6 separate regions of the Mus musculus genome follow, and regions 1, 2, 3, 5 and 6 are each linked to region 4. Evidence: chromatin contacts called from public HiCAR-type and promoter capture Hi-C data. All regions are on one chromosome and are shown on one strand. The core of a region is the stretch at or near the end of the contact, and the rest is flanking DNA. Distances in the headings are between cores, read along the strand shown. Region 1 holds the start of Nsun2 (NOL1/NOP2/Sun domain family member 2). Region 2 holds the start of Habp4 (hyaluronic acid binding protein 4). Region 3 holds the start of Ctsl (cathepsin L). Region 4 holds the start of Uqcrb (ubiquinol-cytochrome c reductase binding protein). Region 5 holds the start of Cdk20 (cyclin-dependent kinase 20). Region 6 holds the start of Cdc14b (CDC14 cell division cycle 14B).

What was found. Promoter capture Hi-C pulls out the DNA fragments that hold promoters and counts their contacts. HiCAR-type assays count read pairs that join an accessible place to other places. Capture Hi-C pulls out chosen DNA fragments and counts their contacts.
Region 1: a contact with region 4 is called in a promoter capture Hi-C map of liver, with 3 times the contacts expected there. The contact joins the promoter of Nsun2 here to the promoter of Uqcrb in region 4. A contact is called at or near these places in 3 of 39 promoter capture datasets (the 3T3-L1 cell line, liver and pre-B cells), 1 of 115 datasets of contacts at active chromatin or transcription factors (pro-B cells) and 1 of 9 other capture datasets (liver).
Region 2: a HiCAR-type map of astrocytes shows a contact between it and region 4, with 6 times the contacts expected there. The contact joins the promoter of Habp4 here to the promoter of Uqcrb in region 4. A contact is called at or near these places in 3 of 39 promoter capture datasets (cranial neural crest, hippocampal neurons and pre-B cells) and 1 of 115 datasets of contacts at active chromatin or transcription factors (astrocytes).
Region 3: a contact with region 4 is called in a promoter capture Hi-C map of hippocampal neurons, with 6 times the contacts expected there. The contact joins the promoter of Ctsl here to the promoter of Uqcrb in region 4. A contact is called at or near these places in 6 of 39 promoter capture datasets (cranial neural crest, hippocampal neurons, liver and 2 more) and 1 of 115 datasets of contacts at active chromatin or transcription factors (astrocytes).
Region 5: a contact with region 4 is called in a promoter capture Hi-C map of hippocampal neurons, with 7 times the contacts expected there. The contact joins the promoter of Cdk20 here to the promoter of Uqcrb in region 4. A contact is called at or near these places in 5 of 39 promoter capture datasets (cranial neural crest, frontonasal cranial neural crest, hippocampal neurons and 2 more), 1 of 484 Hi-C or Micro-C datasets (cerebral cortex), 2 of 115 datasets of contacts at active chromatin or transcription factors (astrocytes and pro-B cells) and 1 of 9 other capture datasets (liver).
Region 6: a promoter capture Hi-C map of second pharyngeal arch cranial neural crest shows a contact between it and region 4. The contact joins the promoter of Cdc14b here to the promoter of Uqcrb in region 4. A contact is called at or near these places in 4 of 39 promoter capture datasets (cranial neural crest, hippocampal neurons, maxillary cranial neural crest and 1 more).

The regions. Positions count from the first base shown.
Region 1 is chr13:69,610,358-69,613,606 of GRCm38.p6, forward strand. It overlaps Nsun2 (NOL1/NOP2/Sun domain family member 2), which reads left to right and starts at 1,659. Exons shown (of 19, transcript NM_145354.5): 1 at 1,659-1,831; 2 at 1,944-2,101; 3 at 2,581-2,685. The coding sequence starts at 1,736. Srd5a1 (steroid 5 alpha-reductase 1) reads right to left here and starts at 1,106. Exons shown (of 5, transcript NM_175283.3): 1 at 610-1,106. The coding sequence starts at 890.
Region 2 is chr13:64,160,568-64,163,371 of GRCm38.p6, forward strand. Habp4 (hyaluronic acid binding protein 4) reads left to right here and starts at 1,299. Exons shown (of 8, transcript NM_019986.3): 1 at 1,299-1,767. The coding sequence starts at 1,419.
Region 3 is chr13:64,368,719-64,371,857 of GRCm38.p6, forward strand. Ctsl (cathepsin L) reads right to left here and starts at 1,802. Exons shown (of 8, transcript NM_009984.4): 1 at 1,518-1,802; 2 at 310-446. The coding sequence starts at 435.
Region 4 is chr13:66,903,820-66,906,609 of GRCm38.p6, forward strand. Uqcrb (ubiquinol-cytochrome c reductase binding protein) reads right to left here and starts at 1,531. Exons shown (of 4, transcript NM_026219.2): 1 at 1,474-1,531. The coding sequence starts at 1,492. Gm10767 (predicted gene 10767) reads left to right here and starts at 1,596. Exons shown (of 3, transcript NM_001177750.1): 1 at 1,596-1,802. It also overlaps a transcript of Mterf3 not described here.
Region 5 is chr13:64,431,287-64,434,331 of GRCm38.p6, forward strand. Cdk20 (cyclin-dependent kinase 20) reads left to right here and starts at 1,267. Exons shown (of 8, transcript NM_053180.2): 1 at 1,267-1,384; 2 at 1,691-1,804. The coding sequence starts at 1,310. It overlaps 1700015C15Rik (a long non-coding RNA gene), which reads right to left and starts at 1,150. Exons shown (of 3, transcript XR_873594.1): 1 at 1,068-1,150; 2 at 1-119.
Region 6 is chr13:64,273,265-64,276,376 of GRCm38.p6, forward strand. Cdc14b (CDC14 cell division cycle 14B) reads right to left here and starts at 1,724. Exons shown (of 14, transcript NM_172587.3): 1 at 1,327-1,724. The coding sequence starts at 1,486.

The DNA.
Region 1 (3,249 bases), core at 409-2,908, 2.7 Mb after region 4:
TGTCCCAAATGTCACAGAACTCAACTTCCTTAGATATAGAGACATCCTTTTTTTTTTTTAATTGTGCACTTTTCAGAATCTAGATGAAAACATTTAAACGTTATTAATAAATGTTGGGTCAGTTAAAGATAAGACCTAGAGACAGTCCAGTCCAGTTTATTAGAAAACCCAAAGACTTGAGGCGGTCACTAAAACATTTTTCACATAACACCTCCTGGGAAAGATTCATACCATCTCACACAGAGAAAGCAAAACATCTCTGAAATTGCTCCAGTCCACATTCGGGGTCCACAGTGGTTCCAGAGTAGGTTGTTAGCAAGCTGAAGCTAGGTCACCTGGCTATGGGACAGGCTACCAGGGATAGATTCCCCAAGGGGGAAACAGTAGAAATGCAGCTTGGATGGCATCGCAGATACTCCTTAGGGCGGAGTCTGCAGATGGGCAGGGAAGAAATCCGGACCACTGTGCCACTATCCCTGACCAGACACGAACTTCCACCGCTTCTGTGCGGTCCTTTCTACCTCCCTTTCTAGACAATCCTTTGTATTTCGGAATTAAGTCTCTGAGCCGCGGGTCCTCGGGAGCAAGCGCAGGAGGGAAGACCATTACCTTTGCACGTAGTGGATCAGAAACATAGCTAGCAGGACGCGGTTAGGCAGGTTGCCCAGTCGGGCGGCTGCAGGACGGATGCACTCGTACAGCGGCCAGGCCATTGAAGGCAGCTCCTGTAGGAACCAGGCAGGTCGCGCGGGCACTCGGCGGCCGGACCACTGCGAGGAGTAGCGGCCGTAGGAAGAGCCCACCATCTGGAGCCCCACGAAGGCCACGAAAGCCAGGAAACCCTCCAGGTAGACTAGCGCATCCAGTAGGCGCAACTCATCCAACTCCATAGCTGAGGTCGAGCAGCGTGCTCCATGCTCGGATGTCCAAGTGGAGCCACATATAAGCTCAGGAGGAGGGCGCAGAGCAGCCCACAAGGGCCAGCGCTCCAGCAGGGTGTACCTGCCCAGGGGAGGGGCGAGCCACCTGCTCGGGCGGAGACAGGAGCACAGGCTAGCACCACCAGAAGATACCCTCCCGCCCGTAATCCAAACGAGAGAACGATTGGGTAAAACCCCGCCCACACAGGGAGCCACGCCTCTTCGGGGGGAGGGCGCCTTAGTCTCGAGCCCCGCTCCTCAGAGCCCCGCCCGATCTTGGAGCGCTACACACATTGGCTGAGAGCTCCTTTGGCTCGCGAAAAGTTCTGCCGGAGCTCCGCCCCCTCAGCGCCACAGCGGAGCACCAGAGCCTCGCATCACCCACAAAGTCCCGCCTACACAGCAAAGACCCCGCCTCTTCGCTCGAAACAGACTCTCGCTCCGCCCCGCCTAACTTGCAACCACGCCCCTCCACAGTCTAACCCGGACAGCGACAGATCGGACAACACTCCATGACTCTCTGCGCACGCGCTACGATCAGGTCGTCCATGCAGGTGCCTGAGTCTCTGTGTAAGACGGGGAGATTCACGCTCAGTGGCGTTTAAGGTTGATTTGAGGAAACACGTTCTCTATAGGAATACCACCCTTTTTTTTGCGTGAGTTCTCGGCGGGAGCATGTTGTGTCTTTCAGGCATATTTTTTGACTGCCTCTGCTAGGACCCAGCCGCGGGGTCCTCGGGATGCAGCCGGAAGTGCAGCGTGCGTGCGGTTTGGTGGGTCGCTGTGTGCGCTCCGCGTGTGCAGCCGCGTGGGCCATGGGGCGGCGGGCGCGGGGCCGGCGGTTCCAGCAGCCGCCGCAGCCTGAGGGCGAGGAAGACGCCAGCGACGGCGGCAGAAAGCGAGGCCAGGCGGTAGGCGCGGGGACGAGAGGGGTGTCTGGTGGGCTCGCGCGTGCGGAGCTTGCTCGTGGGCCGGGTTCGCGGGTGTCGGTCGGAGCTTGCTCACCTGTCGCTTTCCTGGCAGGGCTGGGAAGGTGGCTATCCCGAGATCGTAAAGGAGAACAAGCTCTTCGAGCACTACTATCAGGAACTCAAGATCGTGCCAGAGGGAGAATGGGACCAATTCATGGAGTCACTCCGAGAACCTCTCCCAGCCACACTGAGAATCACTGGGTACAAAAGGTACGTTTGCTGTGTCTTTTCTGAGGTGTGGACTTGGGGGCTGTAGTGCACAGGAACGTCCTCGGTGGGACATTAGAATATGAATAGAAAACGCGACCCGGGAAAGACTTGGGTCCTATGGGGGACCATCAGAGCAGCAGGAATCTTTGCCTCTCTTGCACGTCAAAGTACGTTGTCCGCAAGACTCGTGGCAATTAAAAACTGAAGCTGTGACAAAATGCAGTATTGCTTTTACCTTATTTGTAAGGTGTGTCCAACAGAACAGTGAACTGGAGGGAGTTAGAAAATTGATGGTGTTGCTTTCTTAGATGTTAACAGGGCCTAGGTGTTAAAAAGTCTGCACACCCCGGAGCGCTTATGGAACGTCTTCTCAGAACTGGTTTTACGTTTAAAACACTTGGCAATCTTAAAGCTATTAAATCTTACCAACTCACCTTCTTAGATGACTGTGAAACTTGCTTTTTTTTTTTTTTCCATAGCCATGCCAAAGAGATTCTCCATTGCTTGAAGAACAAGTACTTTAAGGAGTTGGAGGACCTGGAAGTAGATGGACAGAAAGTTGAAGTTCCACAACCACTAAGCTGGTGGGTACAGAATGCTTCCTCGTGCTGGGTGTTTCTTAGGTCCCCAACCCCCTTTAATGCACTTCTCAGCTCTAAAGTCACTGTCGGCTTAAAGAGCTTGGTTGTACTTTCCTTTTTTTTTCTTCTTATAAAGATTTACGTGTTTATTATATATAAGTACACTGTATTCAGACACACCAGAAGGCATTACAGGACTCATTACAGATGGTTGTGAGCCACCATGTGGTTGCTGGGAAGGACCTCTGGGAGGGAGAGAGCAGACAGTACTCTTAACTGCTGAGCCGTGTACCTAGTCCCTGGATGTATTTTTCAAGCATCTGTTTGTCTGTTTTCCGAGACAGGATTTCTGGGTGTTCTGAAACCTGTAGACAAGGTTAGTCTCAAACTCAGATCCACCTGCCTCTGCTGGGTGGATTAAATCCATGTACCAGCATCATCTGCCTTATTAGATTTATGTATGTATGTATACGAGTGCAGGGAGGCTGTCTTCAGGCACATCAGAAGAGGGCACTGGATCCCATTACCATGTGGTTGCTGAGAATTCAACGCAGGACCTCTGGTCTG
Region 2 (2,804 bases), core at 49-2,548, 2.7 Mb before region 4:
TTCACACAATGGTCCAAGGTTCACCTGTTTTGTAGTGTGTGCTAACACTTGTTCTTTTTCTGCCCTCCCCCCACCCCATCCTAGCTTCTGTTGTAGCACATCTTATTCATCCATCACCCAGTTAATGGGCATTTGGACTGCTTCTTCCTCCCGGCTATTGTGAATAGCACCTCTGAGAATAATACGAGTTTTCATCTGAATACCTATTTCCAATTTTGGCTAGAAAAATACAGGCTCTAATCTTTAATTCAAAGAAAGAAGTGGCCACCTATCTTAAAATCTCTAGCCATCTGACAATTTACTGAGAACCCCTGAGGTCCCTGAATGGCAAGCCCAGGAAATTACAATTTGAGACAAAAATCACTTTTGATTTCTTTGCACAGAGAAGTTGGACAACAGTAAAACTCAGACCTTTTTTAACACCTGTATTTAATTATTCCTTTCACATGTTCTATGAAGTAAAACATATGTTCTATGAAGTAAAACTGCTTGTGATAGGGAGGGAACCAGCAGGCAGGGATGGCATCATGGAGAAGGGCAATGTGGAGACAGTTTTGAACAAAGTGTAATGACATAAACATGTATATATACACACACATATAAACACACAAACATACCATAAGAACCATTACTTTGAATGCTAACTTACAAAATTAATTTTCAGGAGAGTGATGGCTCAGAGAGCAAAGGCACTCGCCAGCAAGCATGACATCTAATTTGGAGTTTCATTCCCCAGAAGCCAGGCCTTAACTGAATGTCTCAAAAGAAAAACAACCGCTATCTAAACCTCACCCTGTCCGCTCCCGCACTCATCACAACATCACAGTGGGTCTGGGGTTGTTTCTTTGCACTTGAATGGGTTGTTTTGGTCTCTTGTTCCTGTCACACCTCTTGAAACGCAAGTCTCTCCAGGCTTCTTGAATGGGTCAGCACCCAGCTGAGGACGCTGCCTCTCCTCTAGGCACTTTCCCTCAGTTTACAGCTCTCCCCCAGACACGCAAGCCCTTAAAGGCTCTTGACTAGGTCATTTTGGTGAAGTGTGGCGGTGTGCAACCAGGCTCCCCACTGGCGCACACCGGCGAGAGAAGGCTTGCAGCCTCCCTGAGTTTCTGGTGGTAGCTCCGCCCAAGCCCCATACCACCACGCCCACAGGCTATAGAGTGGGAGGGGATAAAGTGGGGCGTGACGTCACAGACACCGGTCTCCCATTGGGTCTTCGTGCGCCCCGGGGCCGAAGGGCGTGTCCACCAGCGCTCATTGGCTGGGGCGCGCAGGCCGGGAGGAGCCGACCGCGGGGCCGAGAGTGCGGCGGCGGCGGCGGCGGCGGCGGCAGCAGCAGCAGCAGCATGGGTCCTCGCCCGCGGCTTCGCTGAACCTCACTGGCCTGGGCTGCCCGCGGCGCCCGCAGCGGCGGCGTCATGAAGGGGGCCCTGGGGAGCCCTGTAGCCGCCGCGGGCGCCGCGATGCAGGAGACGTTCGGCTGCGTCGTGGCCAACCGCTTCCATCAGCTGCTGGACGACGAGTCGGACCCGTTCGACATCCTGCGGGAGGCCGAGCACCGGCGCCAGCAGCAGCTGCAGCGCAAGCGTCGCGATGAGGCGGCGGCGGCGGCCAGCGGGGCCGGGCACCGTGGCGGCAGGAGCCCGGCTGTGGCCTCAGGACACAGGCCTGGCGCAGGCGGCCGCAGGGAGTCGCAGAAGGAGCGCAAGAGCCTCGCGGCGTCCGGCGCACAGCAGCCAGACAGCCCTGGGGGCCCGCAGCCGCCAGGTACGCCGTGGGCACCGAGGTCACCCCTGCAGCCGCTAGCTCCAGTCGCGGGGACCGATCCCGGACGCGTGGGCGGATCAGAGCTGGGAGTCCTTATGGGCGCAGGACCCGGGGTCATCCTTTCAGGGGCCACCCTTGAAGATAATAATCCTCTCGGGGTCACGTTTCCAGGGATCACTCTAGGGAGCCACTTTTGAGGGATCATGACCCTCCAGGGCCATCCTCCTGGGTGGTCATTTTCCCTGGTCACCCTATCTCAGTGGAAGGGTCAGGGTTTCACTCTCGGTGGGCTCATCCCAGATGGGGGACAGTGAGCAGAGCCGTGAATCTTGGTGGACAGAGGGCCTTTGGTCATTCTCCCTGGGTCCCAATCCACGAGGGGTTGGGAATCACCCTCTCTCCGGGGCTGGGGGTCGTCCCTATCCATCCGTTACGGGTGGGCCGAGCTGGAGGTTCTTGATGGGCAAAAAGGCATAGTATGACTCTTCCGGGGTCACCCTCCTGACATTCCTGGTTTCGTGGAGGAGCTGGGACTGACAGCCTGAGAGTTGCGCAGCTGGGATTCTCACATCTGCAGCTGGCTGCATCCTTCATCTTCCCTCCCGGCCTCTGCGGGACTCAGCTCTGTAGGCGATGCACTGCTGAAACCTTCAGGGATCCCAGATTCTGGGCCTCGAAATCCTGGGAGGCCTGGGTACCCTTACGTGTGGGAGCCCCCGGAAGGCAGACTTGAGCCCAGGGTGAGTTGGGGTGGGCTTGAGGTTCCGGCTCCTCTGCGCCTTAGCTCTTTTCTCCATCCTCATATGGTAGCCTCTAGGTGTTAGCTGACATCGATTGCAGGTGGAACAAATAGTGTATGTGGGACTTGTTATTTGTGATTGATTGAATACTGTTTTTTCTAGAAGCGGCTTTAGCCTTTGCAAGCGGAATGCTCAAAGTTACCCTTTCTGCTTAATCAGAAGGGGTCAGCCCTCCGCTGGGTGTACTGTCTGCGTGGGAGGCTGCTTCAGACTTCGTGGCTGTCACCTGAGCTGCGT
Region 3 (3,139 bases), core at 552-3,051, 2.5 Mb before region 4:
CTGCTCACAATGGATGTATGATTGGGCTATTCCTGCTAAGAGCTGGCCTCTAGAGACTACTCTCTGGCTATAAACTTCTGAGGGTTAGAGAGGGGGGTTGTGGGGGGAGAAAGAGGTGGGCAGTGGTGGCACATGACTTAAATCCTAGCACTGAGTTCACAGCCTGGTCCACAGAACAAGTTCCAGGACAGCCAGGGACACACAGAGAAGCACTGACTTGGAAAAACAAAAACAAAACCCAACCAACCAAACAAACACTTCCAAGGGCAAGGAAGACCATTCTCTCTAGACAATGTAAACACTACAAACCGTGCCATACAGTCTTCTGTGTGTGGACTTCCACTGGTGCCACTCTGCACTAAAGGTTTGATCAAATTTTGGAGTAGCTAAGGCTGTTCCCAAGCAGAGGACAGCCAAAAGGAGTAAAAGATTCATGGTTCAAACACCTAGGGAAGGAAAAAGAGGAAATGAGAATCCCACGGAAGCTTTCTCTTTTAAGGACAGTTTCTCATGTAGTTTAGGCTTTAAACTTTTTCAATGACCCATCTCTCAAGTTTAGGGATCCATGAGCCACCAGCCCAGCAGTAAACCGTTCTGAGTTGAAGCATCCTTGCACGTGTTAACAAATGTGATTATGAGTGGAGAAAAACAAGTCAGGAATTAATCTTTGGAGGTTCCTAGACTCTAGCTACTGAAACAAAAACAGCCTAGTAGTCATTGGAACAGGGGTAAACCCTTTTCTCTTGCTTTTTTTTTTTTAAGGATTTATTATTATACATAAGTACACTGTAGCTGACTTTAGACGCACAGAAGAGGGTGTCAGATCTCATTATGGGTGGTTGTGAGCCACCATGTGGTTGCTGAGATTTGCACTCAGGACCTTTGAAAGAGCGGTCAGTGCTCTTACCCGCTGAACCATCTCGACAGCCCCCCCCCCACTTTCTCTTATTATAGCGCCACGGTAGTCTTAAGTCTTCCGATATTGTATGCGTCAGAATCTTAAGAGGACAACTGGGTCCAGGTCATTTATTGACAAGTATTAGTGACCCCAAGTGGGCATACAGGAGTACCCAGAGGGTGGGTTGCCACCACACACTTTAACGCACAGCTGCACATCAGGCGAACTGAAGCCTCAAGGCGATGCCTCCTTATGCGATCTCAGTTCGGGTTAGGGGCCAAGCTGGGCCCGTCCGGGGGAGAGGGGGATGGGCGTCCGCTCCGCGCTCGCGGCCACCGCCCGCGAATGTTATGGCGGCACAAGGAGCCCTGGGTCCCGTGACCAGCTTGAGGGGGTCCCGCTGTCCCTACGGGTCCCGGCAGCCCGGAGTCACATGACCTGATGAAGACCCCGCTCGACAACAAGGGCCTATCACTTCGGGGAGGCCGAGGACACATCCTCGAGATCCTGGCCCATCCGGGGGTCTCCAGTCCGGGTTGCAGATGCTATGGTTCCCACATTCTAGATTCCCCTACCTGCCCTTGCTCGGGAAGCCTTTAAACCCGCGGGGGTCACTCACCTGAGGCGGCTAGCTGCGCACAAGAAGTCTGCAAACTCGGATCCCCGGAGGTCGCCGAGGTCCGAGAATCTGGAGGAACAGCGCCGGGCTCAGGCTTTAAAGCCTCTCAGGCTACAGCCCCGACAGGGCCCGCCCCCGCCCCGTCATTGGCTATGCCTGCCTCGGGGCGGAGCCTGCGGGAGTCCGGGCGCGTGACGCCGCCGGGTCGTAACCTGTCCTGTGGTGCAAGCCTTGGGGCGAGGCTGATCCACTTTGGAGGGTCCACGCCAGCGTGGTGCCTTGGTTCTGTAAGAAAAGCGTAGGAAAAAAAAGGCCTGCTGTGGAATTTCCACCTCAGCCATACCTTTCCTTTTGTATGAAAGTTGTAGATTAAAATGTGCAGGGTGGAGAGTTGCATAACCCGTGGTTTCTGTTTAACCCACAACAATGCTGATGTAAGTGGAAGAAGACAGAGCGGAGGACAGAGTCACCTCTCCAGGGTCTGGCTGGACGGGTGTCCATAGAATTTAGATCAGCACGTGGCTTCTAACGCCGCACTTCCTGCCTTACCTATACATGGATTGTTCCTTAGGAGCATTTCTCTCAAGTCTGGTAGAAATTCTTTTCGTGGCAGGCGGGGACGCGGCGGTGGGGGTGGGGTTGTAGGATGGTGGCTAGAAAAGAAAAGAAAAAAAGCGGTTGAGAACGATGGAGACTGTTTTCCTACTTTACATTATGAATTGTTTTTCTTACTTTCAATTTTTTTCTTTCTTTTTCCTTTTTTTTTTTTTTTTTGTCTTTTCGAGACGGGGTTTCTCTGTGTAGCCCTGGCTGTCCTGGAACTCACTCTGGAGACCAAGGCTGGCCTCGAACTCAGAACCGCCTGCCTCTGCCTCCCAAGTTTTGGGATTAAAGGCATGCGCCACTTCTGGAATTTGATAAATTCGCTGGAAAAGATATAAGTATGTGTTTGAGATAGGGGTTATAGGGTTTAATAATGTAGACCAGGCAATCACAGGCATCCTGGTTTTGCCTCTCAAGAGCCGGGATTAAAGCTATCTCCGAGCTATCCGCTTTAGTTTCCTCTTCCTCACTCAAGAAGAGTAATATTTAATAGAAGGCTGTAGTTGTGTAGCTTGAAGAAATTACTTGGATAGAGAAAAAATATATATACAGGTATAGGTAAGATTGAAAGAAAATAATTCGGTAAAGTGTAATTTTTTTTTAGCCATATAAGATTTTTTTTATTGGCTATTCTGTTTAGAAGCTTTATAATATTTGAGTTTGGTTAATTTCAGTATGTGATTTTTAAAAATTTGTATTGTCTTTTTTTTTGTTTTGTTTTTGTTGTTGTTTTTGTTTTTGAGACAGGGTTTCTCTGTGTAGCCCTGGCTGTCCTGGAACTCACTCTGTAGACCAGGCTGGCCTCGAACTCAGAAACCCGCCTGTCTCTGCCTTCCAAGTGCTGGGATTAAAGGCGTGCGCCACTACTGCCTGACTTGTAATGTCTTTTATAATAGTATTTAAAATATTTTCTGAGACAGGGTTTTCAGTGTAGCCTTGGCTGTCCTGGAATTTGCTCTATAGATGAGGCTGTCCTCAAAACTCACAGAGATCCGCCAGCCTCTGCCTCCCAAGTACTG
Region 4 (2,790 bases), core at 281-2,780:
AGTACATTAGGCTAAAAGGCCAGTGAACCCCAAGATCACTTGTTTCCTTGTCTCCAGCTCTAGGATTAAAAGCATGGATTAGGGCTACTGAGACGTGTCTCATATAATGGAACTCAGTTTATTTAAAAAGAAAAAGCTCAACAAACAAAATGGGTTCTGAGAACCGAAATCAGGCCAGTATTTACATTGCAAGGCAAACTTTTTACCAACTGAGCTATATTCTCAGTCCCTAAGCGTTAAGGCTACTTTCTTACCATAGAAGGAAAAAGAGGCTCCCTTCTTATTATCTCCTTCTAATTTCCTAATCCTCAGTACAGATTACTACATGGCTTCCTCCAACCTTTAAATTAGAAGTCATGCATAAAATTGTTTCTAAGAGAAATTTAAATTGTCAAGGGCTAATGCTCAGTTGGTATATTGCTTGCCTAACATACACCACAAAGCCCTGGGCTCCAACTCCAGCACTACATAAAACATGCATAGTGATTCATTCCTGCAATTCCAGCATTTTTAGGGTGGAGGAAAAAAGAATCAGAGGTTCAAGGTCATTCTTCAATACACAGCTAACTTGGGCTACCCTGGCTCAAAAAATAAAAATATTAAAAAAAAGCATAAGAACTAAATTGTTAACACAGCAGTGATTATAATATCGATTAATATTTACTTAACAAATGTGTCAGGCACTACTCTGTTTGCCACATTATAGATCAAAAGCCTGTTGCAGAAAAGGAAGCTGGCTTACGTAAGTATTAAACTCAACAAAACAGAATACTTTTCCTAAAATTGTGTCAAATGGGTAAAATTAATGCCTTCAGAATTTCCAGGGACTGTGAGAAGGTTATCAGTATTGTTTTTAAAGACTATTCCAACGTATACCATCAGTGGGCAAAGATTAAGCTTTAAAAAAAAATAGGAGGGGAGAGGGTGAGTAATATTTGATGTGAAAACATTCTGGCACTCTATCTCAAATTTGTTCTAGTGCCTACATTAAACAAAAGTCCTTACAGCCCTGCAGCCCCAGCTCACCGTCCAGATATGCCAAGGTTAACCTGAAACCTCACTATAACCCTATCTTACTTCCTTTTAATTCTTCTGACAAGTCTTAGGAGCGTCATGCGGGCTCGGGCGCTGTTTGCTCCGATCACTGTCACTGAAGTGGCCTGCGCCTGACTCCAAATGCTCCCCACTACTCGCTGTGGCTGTCGTCTGCTGACCTCCTCACCTCCCTAAGCTGTCCCAAGGCGGAGGGGAAGGAGGCCGAACCCGGTCAGCCCCGCTGGGCTCCTTCCGGCAGAGGTCCCTGTTCTAACCCTCAGGCAGGCCCGACCTGGCTCAGCGAAACCTGTCCTTTGAGCTGCTGGGTCGCCACGTCTCTTATCACAAACTAGCTATTTAGCTAACGCAAAAGGAGAACAAGTTCGTGAGAAAATACAACCGCTCCACGATACCCACAAAGGAGGAGTAATTACTCACCAGCAGATCGGCCCGCCATTTTGACCTGAGAGTGAAGCGCTGCCTTCTGGGTAAGTCCTAGAGGACACGCCGGGCTCCTACGCAGGCGTCCTGGATACTTTAGGAAGGGGAAGGGAGGGGCAGGCGCTGCTCTGACCGCCAGCAGAAGGCATTTACTCTTTCCTACCTGAATGGACTCCACACATTAGGCTGATCTTTTTGTGTGCCTTGTTACAAAAAACATTCTTCGCGACACAATGGGGAAAGTACTGCGAAATTAGGAGACAGTGTTATTCAATGCTCTGTTATAGGAAAGAACCTTTGCGGAATAAATGGAGTCTTGGAGACAGGTAATGTAGTAAATGATTTTCAGGCAAACCGCATCTCAAAATGCATGGAGGGGATGCTAGGACGCTAGAGGACGCTTGATGCTCAAATTCTTTATGTCAAATGGTGCGGTGTTTTAATATAATGTATACACTATTGCATTCTTTAAATCACCTCAGGATTACTTTAATACAGAATATAAAGTAAGCACCACACAAATAACTGTTATACTGCACTATTTTGGAAGTAACACAGGTATAATGAACATTTATAGTTAACACAGATATACCCCTTCCCGATCTGTGGTAGACTCAATCTATAGGTCTGCAATCTTTGGGTTCAGAAGTGTGGCTATATTCTCATTTAATTCTAAATCATCAGTGTAATTACTGGTGCTATCAGTATTGAAGAGAGAAGGAAGCTGAGCCTCAGAAAAGTTCAATAAGTTATCCAAGGGCATTGAAATTGGGTAGAGTCCAGGTTTGTTTGTTTGTTTGTTAACTAGAATTGAGAAATCCAGTTTCAAATTCGGGCTTCCTTATTTCTAGGATCATATGCTGCACAACCAATCCCAGATAACTTTCAGCTTCTAGGCTTCACTTTCCCCACCTAAAAATCCCTATCAAACAATTTTAGTAGAAAGTTAGGTTGGATAAGCTTTAAAAATATTAACTTTAAGGTAGGAGTAAATGGCACATGCAAGATCCAAGAATTCAGTAGTCTGAGGCAGGAGGATCCCTGCAAGTTCAAGACTACAGTTGTCTACATAGTGAATCTGGCATCAGTCTGCAAGACCTTACCTAAAACAAAACAACAACAACAAAACCCCTAAGATATATTTAGAATTTGCATATAGTATTAAAAATGGAGCAAGCAGAAAGACTATAGACTGTGCTTTCAAGATCTCAACCCCAACAGGTAGAGTCTAAAATAAAAAACTAAGGACAGAAAGTGGAGTTACTGTTGAGTTTTACTATGACTCGATAGTGGTCTTTTTTTTTTTTTTTTTTG
Region 5 (3,045 bases), core at 17-2,516, 2.5 Mb before region 4:
ACGTTAGTGTAGGTTCTTCTCCCCTCTCTTCTGTCTTGATTTCTCCACAGCTTTACCATGTTAGCAGGTAACCTTGTCCATACTGGCTTCGTACTTGAGATTCTCTTCGTCTTGGCCTGCTGGATACAAGAGTTATAGTCAGAACAACTGTATCAGGTTTATCATCTACGTTCCTGATAGTAATCATCCTAAAGGGTGTAAGATATCTTATTGTGGTTTGATTTCATTTTTCCTAATTAGTAGGGGTGCTGGTCGTCATCTCATATACTTGTGGACACCTCTCTCTATTTTGAGATAAGGTCTCTTATTAAGCAGGATGCATCGCACTGTGTAGATTAATAAGACCCTGTCAAGTACTGGGACGGCAGATGTGATTTAGAGCAACCAACATAGGTGGTACAGGGAGTCGAACCAAAGGCTTTTGTTCACTCTAGGCAAGCACCTCACCAAAGGAGCTTTATCGTCAGTGCTAGTAAGCTTTTTAAAAAAGGTACTTGGATTCATGATGCCCTTTGGGGACCAAAGACCCAAGTGATTCTCCATGTGATGGTTTGTATATGCTTGGGCTAGGAAGTGGCACTATTAGCAGGTGTGGTCTTATTAGAGTAGGTGTATCACTGTGGAAGTGGGTTTTAATACTCTTGCTGTCTGGAAGCGAGTCTTCTCCGAGCAGCCTGCAGTTGAATATGCTCCTCCTGCAACATACCTGCCTGGATGCTCCATGCTCCCTCCTTTGATAACAAAGGATGAATTTTTGAACATGTAAGCCAGTCCCAATTAAATGCTGTCCTTATAAGAGTTACTTTGGTCATGGTGTCTGTTCACAGCAGTAAAATCCTAACTAAGACACTCCACGACTCAGCTCTGTGCTTGTCTGCAACAATGATTTGCGTCAGTTACAAAGAGGCCTAAATGTAGAGAGCGGCTGAGTGAGTGCCTGCCACCTGATACTCTTGCTGGTTTCTGGAAGTCTTCCACCAGATCCACCTCCCTACCAGAGGCTCCGCCTCTGGGCGAATGAACACACCCTTTACATGCGTAGCCCTGCCCCTCTCAGCCCCACGCACCAGCGTTTCTTGTCACGTGGTGCTATGGCCACGTCCTGGAGCGTTAGATTACGATAGAGTGACTGCCGAAGGCTGCGGAAAGGTGCTGCCTAGAGGGGATGCAGATTCCTGACTGAGCTCAGCACTGGTCTTTCCGGTCACGTGCTTTACGGAGCAGCTGCTAGACGCGTTATTGCTAGGCAACGCTTGCAGGAGCCTATGCTGGATCCCTGTAGAGTAGGATCTGGGCACCGCGGGCCGACATGGACCAGTATTGCATCCTCGGTCGCATCGGGGAGGGCGCCCACGGCATCGTCTTCAAAGCCAAGCACGTAGAGGTGAGACCATGCCGCACGTGCAGTCCGAGGGATGCCCACTGCGCTCCCTCTGCAGTCTTTCCGTGTAGAGATCTGCTAGCGCGCGCGGGCGCGCCTCAGAGGTCTCTTTAGGATACTTGGCGGGGTCCCATCTGTGGCGATCCCGCTTCCAGCGGCCGGACTGCGGGAGCGCGACCCCTGGCGGTCGGTTCAGATCTTCCCGACTTAGGGGCGGGTCTCTGTGGGGTGTCTCGCTCCTGGGGTGTTCTCTCCCTGCCCCTACCTTGCCAAAGGTCTCTGGCAGTGTCGGCACTCTTTCCTGCACAGACTGGCGAGATCGTTGCCCTCAAGAAGGTGGCCTTGCGGCGGCTGGAGGATGGTATTCCTAACCAGGCCCTCAGAGAAATCAAGGCTCTGCAGGAGATAGAGGACAGTCAATATGTGAGTGGGGCTGGGCTCAGGTGGTCATGCAGGGCTCGGGTGAACAAGACCGGTGGCAGGTTCCAAGACAGCAGCTTCTCGACCACTTTCATTCATTTCCATCCCTCTCTACTCACCAGTATACACTTTAAAGGAGTCCTTTCTAATCCCCATTCTGCCCCCTCCTGCTTACTCCTTATTTATGCTCCCAGATCCACTCTCACCTGAGTACTTAACCCTCCCATTCTCTCTCATTTACACACCCATTGCTCATATGTTTATGCATCCCCCCCCCTTTAACTATTGTGTGTGTTTCTTTTTGTTTTCTCCTTTCCTTCCTATACCTGCTCTCCCACCTTCCTTATGCTAGACAGGTGCTGGGCCATTAAATTATGCCCCTAACCATGCTGACTTCTCAGCAGTTTGCACCCGTTGAGCCCCTACTTTGTTCTGAAGGATATCTTAAAGACTTTCATGTGTGGTCACCCTCCGTTCACCCTGCTTTTCTCTCTTTCTTTCTTCCTTTCTTCCTTCCTTTCTCTTTCTCTCTCTTTCTCTCTCTCTCCCTCTTTCTTTCTTTCTTTCTTTCTTTCTTTCTTTCTTTCTTTCTTTCTTTCTTTCTTTCTTTCTTTCTTTCTTTCTTTCTTTCTTTCTTTCTTTCTCTTCAGGGTCTTTGTTAAGCACAGGGGAATGCTTGGCTTTTATCATCAGCTCATGGGTCTGCAGCTGAGTGACACTGCCAGAATGCCCCTGGGGCCTCCTAAAAATTCTGGCCTGTACACAGCACTAGTGACACTGAGGAATTGGTCTCAGTCTGATTCCTGAGAGCTTATGTGTGATGGAATCAGTTTGTGTGCTCCTGTATTGTGAAGTGTAGTGGTGTGTGCCTCAAAATTTACTGCAGATGAGATATGTGTTCATACCTCATCTTTATAACATGAGATATGTGTTTATATATGTGTACTGTGTGTAACATGTGTACTGTCTGAATGTAGGTGTGTATTTTTATTTGTTCCAATGCTGGTTTACTGCCAAAATAAAACCTTCACTAAGGTGGTTCCTTTTTGTTGTTGTTGAAAATAAAAGGGCTTTCCAGGCAGCTTATGTGTGGGACAGGTGGTTCAAGACCCATAAGGATGCTGATGATTGACAGCCGTCCTGACGTTGCCATTTTACCTGGTTAATTAATTTATATTTAACTTTATGCGTAGGAACATTTTGCATGTGTTTATGTGTGTGTACTGTGTGTGTGCCTTGTGCCC
Region 6 (3,112 bases), core at 474-2,973, 2.6 Mb before region 4:
AGATTTTGAACACATCAATTGGAGGCTAGCATTCTGCTATGAAGTACCGTGCAGAGCAATGCAAAAATCAATCGTATACCATCCTGCATGGGTTTGCAAAGAATAGATACATATGTGTGCCAGTGGAGGATATTTCTGGAAAGATTCACGAGAACTTGGCAACATCTGTTACATTTAGGGGGCACTTCTTTGTCTTTGCCACAAAGTTTTCTCAGTATACTCTGTGTATCTTTACAATTTAGAGCTATACGAAAATAAGTTTGCCCCATACAAAAAAAAGAGCAGAAATAATGTGCAGATTCAACCAGCACGAAGTCTCTGGAAGGAACCCGGGCAAGGGTGTCTCCTCCTTCAGGGTCACACACCGGTAGACCTGGGCAGACACTAGTCAGGGGCTATAGTTAAAACAAGTCCTTCGTCTTCCTCCTTCAAACGCTAAAAAAAAAAACCCTTTCCTCTCCTCTCAGCTTCCTTTAAAAACCGGTCTTACTTTCTAGTTGCCCATTAATCTAGAATATACTTTCTACTAAATTTGTTTGTCTAAACACTTCCTAAATAAATAAATGTCACCAATCGAGAGCCCACCTAGCAAAGTCCAAGTTCAAGTCTTGGAAACCTTTTCTAAAAACCCCACCAAGAGGTGGACACCATCCGCCCCAGAAAACGCGGCACCTTCCTTCAACCGCGCAGGCAGCTATGCAGCTGACAACGCTTTTCCACGTACATCAGTACAACGAAGGCAAAGCTCTGGCTTCTCTATCAACCCCAGCAAACCGAGCGGCTGCCAAAACGGATTTCTTTCGTCTTCAAGAACTGAGACACCAAGAAAAAAAATCACCCTCGAAAGCGGCTATTCTACCCGCTCCGGCTGGCGGGGATTTCTCAAAAGTGACACCTCTGAGCTCTTAGCACGCTTGGTGGTTCAAACGCCATCAACGTGACACCTTTCTGGAGGCACGAGAGGGAGGGCAAAGATCCCTCAGGAGGCCTGAGAGGGCGCGACAGCGTGGGGGGCGGGGGGGGGGTGTCGGACGGCCGGGGGCTCGGGCCGGATCCCACGCGTTGCTAAGGCTCAGCGAGGCTTTGGGCCCTCGGGACAGCAAAGACCAGCGGGACTCAGCAGAGGCTCGGACTCGCGTGGGAACAACCGCGCCGGCTCATCCCGCGATGAGGTGGGTTCGAGGGCAGAGCCGCCCCGCTCCCGAGGCCGGACTCACTTGCAGGAGTGACCCCTCGGCCCATCTCCGGTAAAGTTGCTACCGCGGGCGCACGGGCGACTAGAGGCTCGAGGAGGCGCGAGCCTCGTGGGGGTGTGGCGGGGCTCACCCGTGATGTCCAGGTACAGGTCGTCCTGCTGCTCCAGGCGGTGCAGCTCCTGCGGCGTGGAGCTGCGGCTCTTCTTCACGCCGGGAGAGGAGGACGAGCTGCGGCGTGAGCAGGGGGGCGCGGTGGCCCAAGCCGAGCGCCGCTCGCTCTTACGCTTCATGGAGGCGGTCGCGGCCCGTCAGGGGACCGCGACCATGGCCCGGCAACCCGGCCCGGGTCCTCGCGCTGCGTCTCCCGCCGCCCGCGACCCGGGGGCCCCACAGCGCTGGCCGGTGGCTGGAGCAAAGCGCGCGCTCCCTGGGACGCTGCTGCCGTGGCGTCCGAGCTCAGCGGGCCGCGGCTCCCGGGGACCCCCAGGAGGGATGTTCCGTGGAGCTTCATTCACAAAAAGAAGGGCCCACAACCCTCCTCGGGGCCTACCGGCTCGGGCCGCTCATTGGTCAGTGCGGCGTGACGTCACGCAACTGGAGCCTTCCTACAGGCAGGTACTCGGTGACGCCATAAAGAAAAGTCTGAGCGCTTCCGCCAATCGGGCAGAAAGCGTGCTGGCGACCCCCTTGGTGGGACCCCTCTAACTTTTGTCTCTTGTGTCCAGGTGTTGACGCCTCAGTCCCCAGTTCCTCGAGTGAGTCTCCGAGTTCCTGCACAACCCTACCCTAATAACTCCACTTCGGATCTTTGAGATGGAATTTTTTTCTTTTTTAAGTGTTTCTTGGGTCTCCCCTGTAATTCGCGCCAAGGGAGCCTTGTCATGGCCGCCTGCTAGGAGAGTGTGTAGGCTGCTGAAACGGTCCTCAGCTCTGTGGACGCAAGGCAGAGTGGACCTCAGAACTTAGAAGTTCAGACCAGCGCCGTTTTCCCACCTATCCGATCGGATCGGATCGATAAGGGCTTCTTAGCGTCGGTGAAACCACCTGGAGATGCGATTTACCGCGGTGGTTTGAACCTTCCGACACCTCACCTCGGAACCCAGGAGCGCGCTAGCTCTCGCTGTGGGTAGCCGAGGTGGCCACGGTCCGACTTAGCACGAAGTGTTGGAGCATGTGGCCAGCTGAGCAAACGGCCTTTTCTCCTTTGGGTCTGCAGTGGTACCGCCCCATATTTTGCTACTGGGTTAAAAAGATATCAGATCTTTCTGGAACTTGACCATAGCTGCCATTTTGAAGAGCCCAGCTTCACGGTAGCATCTACTTGGGCGAGGAGACTGGAAGCAGTCGGTAGTCCCAAAGTCCCCATCGGCAGGACTGTAGTCAACAGCGATTTAGTCTGAAAGGGAAGTCAAGAGTCAGAGGGATAAATTTCAGTCCCTCCTCCCCTCCCCCAAAGAACCTCTCAGAAATGCAGATTTCACGAAGTTCCTTCCCCTAGGGAAGGCTTCTTTTGTTTTGAAGCCCTACCTTAAGCCTGCTGCTTCGGAAAAGATAAGATATGGGACTGGCTTTCCTTAGCCAGGGGCCCTTAAGAACCTGCTTGTTCACCTTTCGGGTTTCCATAGGACATCAACGAAGGCCTTACATTTAAAATGTCTGTAGTGTTAGCAAAAACTTTTGCCCAGGAAGAGAAAGTCCTTCACACGGTTCCAAGGACTCACAGTAGAAGGGCCACCAAATGTCACAATCAGAAATTTTATGAAAAGTTTTTTTTTTTTTGGTTTGTTTTTTTTTTTTTTAACCACCACTATAATCCATAGGATTACATGGAAGAAAGTGTTCCACTACACAGCCCAGACTGGGCTGAAAATGGCATCTGCCTCTCCAGTGCTGGGATTCCTGGTGTGAGCCACTGC